Regions from separate parts of the Danio rerio genome. Here region 2 is linked to region 1. A link is a contact called in public Hi-C data. All regions are on one chromosome and are shown on one strand. Each heading gives the region's core, a stretch centred on a gene start, on an enhancer-like site or on the middle of the called end of the contact. The rest is flanking DNA. Distances are from core to core; before and after follow the strand shown.

Region 1 (4,296 bases), core at 1,011-3,510:
TTAGCTCCAACCCAAATCAAACACACCTGAACAAGCTAATCAAGGTCTTACTAGGTATACTTGAAACACCCAGGCAGGTGTGTTGAGGCAAGTTGAAGCTAAACCCTAGAGGGCAACGGATCTCAGAACGAGATTGGTCACCCCTGATCTAGGACTTCCAGGACAACATAAAGAAATACACTTGCAAAAAAATTGCAGGTTATCTGTGTATATAATAATAACTTATACTTGATTGTAACTTTAACCTAATCTGATTGTAATGCAATAATGTACATCTTTTGTAAAGCTTCTCTGAAACCAAAAGCACTATACAAATAAACTTGAATTGAATTTAATGTATTTTTATTTACAATTTTTTTAGCCAGCCACCAGGGTGCGATCAAAATAGTTGTCTTCAATTTTCAGGATCCGTAAGTCACTTGTTTCTCATGTTTAAAGTATGGCATTCATGCAGCGTTCAAGTCCTCCAGAGAATTTAATATCTGCAAGTTGCCAAGTTAGCAATGTACACAAAATCAGTTTTTTTTTAACCCCACATCTACAACATGATTAACAAACAATGTGCATCAGTGGGTTTTTGCTTATTGTTATTATTCAGTTATGAAGGTTCTGCAAGAGTTGTTGTGTACTCTATCATATTGAAATTCCATTCACTGACTTATTCAAAATAAGTACCTCCTTGTGAGTTTGTATTTGTAAAGTTACAGTATATATGCGGCATACAAAAAGTATTATTATTTATTTATTTATTTATTTAGTTAGTTAGTTAGTTAGTTAGTTAGTTAGTTAGTTAGTTAGTTAGTTAGTTAGTTAGTTAGTTAGTTAGTTAGTTGATTGTTTGTTTTACATTTTTTACATACGCATGCATATGTACATACATATTTCAGGAATTTAACATTGAACCTGAAGAAAAATAAAATTAAATAAATAAATAAATACATACATAAATAAACAAACAATCAAAAGTTGTAAGTTCCCAACAATCTTTTTAAAAACGAAAAACATTTACTTTCTCTTGAAAATTTAAATTGTTGTTTGCGGTGCATTTTTAGCTATCTGCTTTAGAAATACCTGCAGATCAGGAACTGCTGCCCTTGCCAGACTCCAAGATGGCCCTGCATAGTAATTGCAGTTCAAACGATTCTGCTTCCGATCCTGGACAGCAGTTTGAATAACCTGTCTAGATTTTAGTTCCTGCTTACACAACCAAAACCAGACAGCTCTGACCGCAGTCTTCTGTAAGGATAACAAAATGAAACAAAGTGGACACAATGGACAATCAGCCTGTATTCAACTTCTGAATGGACTCGGAAAGCACATGTATGAACTGTCGCCCTCTTGTGGTGGTCTCAACAAGAAGTTCATTAATGCACTGAACCTGACTAAAATATGCTGGGAGGCATGACTGTGAATTGTGATAGTGTTACTAACACTAATCCTGAAACTAACATTAACACATCATAATCATCCGTCATTATCAAACCACCCTTAATTAATCATAATTACAGTAGATCTGTATTAAAGACATAATTACATGCTAAAGGTCAAAAGAATGTAGCTAATTCTCACCAGAATCCTTTATATTGCTTTCTAAATACGTTTTCTTTTGTAAATAAATAATTATAATAATAATTTATAATAATAATAATAATAATAATAATAATAGTAACAATAATAATTTAAAAGTCTAATGATAATATTTATATATAAATGCCAAAGTACTGCAGCTCACACTACATTAATAAACCAATATGCCTATTTAAATTACTCCATAATTTCTGTTTTGCTATAATAATTATTATTTTAAGAAAAAAATATGAATGTTTGTCCTTTCCCCGAATCCCTTAATCCGCCTCCGGGATTTCTGTGTTTCCATTCACATCTCTATTGGCGTCCCTGTTCTCCAGCGCTCAGTGTGGCTCAGTGAAGGTTGATGATTGGCTGATGGGAGATGAGAGTCTGGAGGCTCGCGCTTCATACCCGTGTCCGTGTGTTTACACTCAGTTCTCGAGATCCAGACGAGCGGCAGCGTCAGGACTATGGCGCTCCACAGATAGCAGCGGACATCTCACAACGATGGCATTATGCTTAACGCTTACGGACAACTTTTTCTTCTCGCCGCTACAGGAATAAAAGCTGCCAAGTACTTTTGTTTTCGCTTTATCCACTGTTTTCAGAGAGAAACGCGTTCTTTGTTTCAGTGGAGTTGTAAGTGAGATGAACTTTACGCTGGTTGATGCGTTTCACTACGGACGGGGTCTGCGATGTGCCTGAGCGAACATTTGGTGAAACTGTAGCTTTTACACATTTTGGGGAAAGTTCTGGACCAGGTTTCTATTAAAAACCACCACGGTGCAGCCTGTTTTTATAAGTTTGTAAAGTTCGAGGAGGAACCCGTCTCCATATTTCACACTATTTGAAGTATCCTTCACGGAGGATTCAGCGAGGCTTCAGCCGACTGGAGCGAGAGCACCTGGGGGGCGTTTGGCAGTAGCGTGACCGGGTGAAGATGCTCTCAACGTGGATACACCGCGACCAGTCTCCCGCCTCCCTGCTCGGTTTACTTCTACTCAGCTCAACCTTAGTAATACATGCAGGTACGAGCCGGTTAAATGTAACGCTTAATATTAAACACTTCCTTATACTTTCAGAATGAAACGTACGGGAAAACAGAAGTGCGTTATCAACTCACGTAGCCTTCACTCACACACACACCCAAAAACACAGATAAGTTTGGAGATAATAAGGTCGTCACTCAGGATATTGGTCGACTATTGAGAATAAATGATGCCTTTTGATTCTCTTCAGAAATAAGCAGATGACTCATAGGTCGCTTACAGTATGCTTTTTAGACCTAATTCTTTATAATATTCCATAAAAGCCTGCTACAACCTTCCACGAGAATCATGGAGGAAAAATCCATTCAGTAATGGCTTTTGTTGATCCACTTTGCTAAATGTCTTTATGCATTATCTTTGAATTATAACAGGTGGCACTGTTCATTTTAAATATTAAACTCATATAGAGTCTATCTATCTATCTATCTATCTATCTATCTATCTATCTATCTATCTATCTATCTATCTATCTATCTATCTATCTATCTATCTATCTATCTATCTATCTATCTATCTAGAGTTGTAAGGCAGTGTAATAGGTAATAATAACTAAGAATCTGATGAAGGGATGTGACTGCTGCATGTGCACTCATCTCTCTCTCCCTTCAGAGAGGAAATATTCTGTTGATCTCCTCTCTTTCTGCTTGCCGTGCTGAGCTTCCAAGCAGCGGATAAAAAGCAGAACCCCTGGTGTTCTTGGAGTAATTAAGGTTTAGCTCAATGCCTTCCTGGCTCCTGAAAGACAGAAAAAATAAACCTAGTAAAAAAGGGAAACAACATCTGAGGGAAAGCAGAGATAGTGAATTCTGAATTATAGTGTGCAGCTTAAAAATCCATTCCTGTCTGTTATTTTGCTTTTCTGATTGATGTAGCTTAGGGTTACGTTTAGCACATGAACTTGATTAGGAGCTGGTAGAAGTTTCTTTGTCTTTTTAAAAGTGGGGAATAAAGAATTTAATGCAAAAGTAGTTTATTTTTTCAAACAAAGTTTAAAAGTTGATTCTTCCCAATGACTTTAGAATAGTTTGGATGTAACAAAATTACATTGTCAGCAACGGCTGCACTGCAGGTTCATCAGAAAATCATACTGAAAACGATCTAATAAAATAACCAAACCATTTGCTGACACATCTGACAAGTTCAAGATATTATTTCCCATACAGAGGAGAAATATTCACGAGCAGATCATGTTGTGATGTGTTATTGTTTCTGCATGAAGGCTAGCTTACCTTCTGTCTGACCTTAGAAGTGACGGGAAGCAATGAAGCGGGAAAGAAATCTCTCTCCCTCTCTGCACTATGGCCACATATGTAATCAGATTGACACAGAAGTGCACATTTGAAGGGTTTAGTAGATTGGTTTTCCAATGGGAAAGAGAAATTGGAAAGAAAAGGGACAGGATGATTTAACTTCAGACATGGAAACGGGTGTGTATTGTAGTTTAAGTGTCCTTTCTTATAATAAACTACTCACAGAAGAGTCTATTATAGAAAAAACCCAACAGTTTTATATAGATGCATCTGGGACATTTAGCAGTTGCCTAAAAGTAATTTAAAGGGGATAGTTTTACCAAAAATGAAAATGAGTTCACCATTTATCCTCACCAGTGTGCTTTCAAACCTTTATGACTTTCTTTTCTCTGTTGAAAAAAAAAAAAAAAAAAAAAAGATATTTTAAA
Region 2 (3,840 bases), core at 1,116-3,615, 48 kb after region 1:
AGAATAGGCCAATTAAAAAAGTTTAAAGATCACCCATGCAAACTTGAATAAATATAATTAAAAAAATAATCCAGATACTTGCTTGAGATGCAGGGACCTTAAAGGAACGCTGTATGACTGTAAAGGAATACAGAGCTTCTGGAAGGGTGTGAAAGAGATGGTAACAAACAATGAAAAAATGTTCAATGAAAAAAGTAGCTTATCGAATAATAAATAAATACATAATTTTTGATCGAGTTTATGGACTTTTTATGGTGGCGGATTTGGAAATTAGTAGAGATTAGTAAATGATGTGATATTGCAATCTGATGTAAAATACTGAGAAGCCTCAGAATTTGTCTGCTTGTTGGTTTATGTTATTTCTGGTACATGGAAATGTGTATGTACTACGGATGCTCATAATAACCGATTAACCATTAGCCGAAAGGGTGTCGTTTTTTTTTGTTTTTTTTTGATGGTATCAGTTAAATGATTAAACAACATTATTAAATATATTTTTAAAGTTTGGCTGCATCAGGGGCCGATCACAGTGAACATGCTTTTTTCGTTTGGAGGGACGTCTTTTGAATAGTTTACTAATGGCTGCGTGAGTTTTGTGGCGCCCTGCGCCTCACGTTTTGAAGTTGAAAATCGTAATAGAGTGGAAAAAGTGTGTTACATCAATCACATCTTTTTCATTCTTCAATCAAATGAAAGTAGAGGCGGGGTTTTCATTTGATTAAATACATATTTTCTTTGGGCGATCGATTTGAGGTAACCTGCTATTTTTTTTAAAGGAAGAAAAAAACAACAACATATGATTAGACAAACAGCATATGCCGGTTCTTAAAAAGGATTCTGTCAGTGTTTTTATTTTGTAATATAAACTTGTCATTTAGGTAAAAAAATATCTATTGCTGGACTATTTAATTTATTATTTTTATTTTGTTTATTCTGTTTTTGTATGCTATTGGATACCCTGCAGGTGCTTGAAGATGTGCTGTTGTTCTGATGTTCTGTATGCTGTTGTTCACGTTAAAATAAATCGGTATTTTAAAATGCAATATTTAATGTGTCAGACACAAAATAGACACGTCAATTATTAATTTTATTTAATAATAATTTAATATTAATCTGACCAGTTAACCGTTATTATTCGGTTATCGAACAGCGCTTGTTGGTTGATAATTAGCATTACTAATGAGCATCCCTTGTACATCTTAAAATATAATTTAAAAATTTGGAAAAAAAAGTTTTTGGACCATTATCGTAAGTTGTTTCATTAGATAAGCTTCAGATTTGGCTTCAGTACTGACAAATCTAATGTAGTATATGCACAAATATAATATTATAAAGCCTCCTATTAAAAATATGAATGTAAAAGATAGATTTGTGAGGGGTGTACTTGTATATGCTGAGCACTGTATATCTTTGCAACAAAATATCAAAATGTCAGATTGTTCCAATATCGTGCAGCCCTAATAGGAATATATTTATATATGTTGTTTTTTTCTATATTAACAAGAAACACAACTTAGTTTCTCTCAACTATCTGCAATCCAACACAATCCACTGACTTTGAATCAGAAAACTAGACTTACTCCAGCCCATTTCATGAGTCTAATGTGTCCTAAAGGAATTCATCATGATAATGATTTATTATTGTTATCATTAGGGTTTCTTCTAGAAAACACACATGATTTATTATTAGTGTTTGTGTATACACGTGCATACACAGGCCATTTTATTGCTATTCGTAATGTATAATAGTCTGCAAATGATTGGATACAAGCGATAAATGCTAGAGTCCCTTAATGAATGTTTCAGAAATGAGAGGTTTGAAAATAAACGTTTTAGTCTTTGACTCTGAGCACAGAACAAGACTGAATGACTCACAGGTTGCTCTTCATTATAATCTGCAGCGAGCGACGGAGCGAGCGTCTCTCAACATACCATTTTCTATAATTACAACAGTCCCTGTGATATGATATATTGAAAGAAAGACAAAGACAGAGTCTGTGTCCGTGCTTTAAGATGAAGGTGAGGAGGAGGAGGGTGAAGGGAAGTTGCTGAAATGTTGAACATCACCCCGTCACTGACCGAGGCTTGTGTCTGATGACATCGGGGGTCAGAGGTCAAAGCGTTCAGATTGTCTCTTCAAAATTGGGGTTTTAGGTTTGGAGTGGTTGTGTGTCGTCCTCTGTACGTCCTTGCACTGAGTGGTAATCAGGTGGAGTAGTTTGTTGAGAACATTCCTCTGTGTGTGTGTGTGTGTGGGTGTGTGTGTGTTTGTGTGTGTGTGTGTGTGTTTGGAGTAGAGTGGGTAATTGTAGGGAGTCTAGAGAGGGCCTGTAATCACCCTGCCCTTAGGAAGGAATGCTGCTCATCTTCTCATCTAATTACACCCATTTAAAGCAGCCTGGCTCCACAGCTCCACTCGGGGAAGGGGGTAGGGTTTTTGTTGGGGGTAAAGGTGCATTAAAGGAACTATTTAAATGCTCTCTATACATGTGAAATAGCCGGATGTTTAGCTATTGCTTGAACGCATATAAAACCTTACTCATGGATACGTGGGTCTAGAACAGGGATGTCCAAACTTGGTCCTGGAGAGCCAGTGTCCTGCATAGTTTAGCTCCAACTTCCTTTAACACACCTGTGTGAAGTGTTTATTTTCTCCTCGTGTTTGCTTGGGTTTCCTTCAGGTGCTCTGGTTTCCCCCACAGTCCATAGAAATGCACTATAAGTGAATTGAATAAATTAAATTGACCCCAGGGTATAAGTGTGTGCATATGAGAATGTATGGGTGTTTCCCAGTGCTGGGTTGCAGCTTCATTCTGCTGCGGTCACCCCTGATAAATAAAGGGACTAAGCTGAAGGAAAATTAATGAATGAATGAGTCATGTTCCATGAAGACAAGCTTAATCTTTGAGTAGTAGTATGCATAGTTTGCACAACTTTATATGAGGTTTTCTCAATATTTAAATTATATCATATTCATCAAATATTTCAGGCCCTAAAAAACATATATCAATGGAAAGCTTCTGTGTTTAGATGATGTAATTTCGTTTTAGGTGACTGGTTTTGTGGTCCAGGGTCTCATTTAAAAAGCAGCATTTTTGGAGTTAACCTGAAAGCAAAATATCCAAACACATAGACATGAATGTGGCACAGGAGCTCGGCTTGACTCCAAGATGAAAAAGGTCTCCCATCCTGATATGACACTGATTAACTATTAATTTTTTTTGTGCTTCTGTCTTTTGCAAAAACAATATTAATAATAATGATAATAATCATAGCTTCTCTTGAGAGAAAGCAAGAAAAGAGAGGCGGCTAATGGAAAATTCAGTGCTGCTCTGTTCCATGGAGATCTGTGTATCAACTAAAGGTCCTCTGGGAGATCAAGTCCATGTGACTAAACGTCATGGCAACCAGCCACACACATGTAGAGCGATCAGCACCAGTGCAACCCTGCATTCAGACACACACACACACACACACACACACACACACATACGTGAGGTGCCCGCTCTTGACTTTGACGTTAAGACCTGTTTGTTTCAGTGACTAAAAAGCACTCACATGATCTCCCTCATTCTTTCTTTCTCCCCCTGATGTTTGTCTGGGGTTGATTGATGATTTAGGGGTCTCTGTCTGTTCTCATGCAGTAGGTGGTGTTGGGGGAGAGAGGTTTGCGCTGTGCAATGGGGCAGTTATTGATGGGGGCTGATAAATGGGCTCAGTGGGGGGTGGCGCCCTCTAGCTGCGCCCCAATACAGAGTCAGCAGCTCAGGAAGAAGAGCACTGATGGCCTCTCCATCTTCACACCATTCCCATGCAATGTGTCCAATACCCAGAAACACT

The links. Hi-C and Micro-C count contacts between places; a contact is called where the count stands out from the background.
Region 2: a Hi-C map of embryo shows a contact between it and region 1, with 1.7 times the contacts expected there. The contact joins the enhancer-like site here to the promoter of unc5b in region 1. A contact is called at or near these places in 1 of 18 Hi-C or Micro-C datasets (embryo) and 1 of 4 datasets of contacts at active chromatin or transcription factors (gastrula embryo).

What each region holds. Positions count from the first base shown.
Region 1 is chr13:32,514,446-32,518,741 of GRCz12tu, forward strand. It overlaps unc5b (unc-5 netrin receptor B), which reads left to right and starts at 2,261. Exons shown (of 17, transcript NM_001111149.1): 1 at 2,261-2,597. The coding sequence starts at 2,510.
Region 2 is chr13:32,562,751-32,566,590 of GRCz12tu, forward strand. The region is part of intron 1 of unc5b (unc-5 netrin receptor B); the gene reads left to right. Among named protein-coding and RNA genes, the nearest start is that of unc5b, 48 kb to the left of the region's middle. Within about 2 kb of position 2,366, at least 8 of the 62 cell types and tissues checked have an H3K27ac peak or open chromatin away from gene starts, as enhancers often do. A contact at or near this core is called in gastrula embryo, where this site is marked.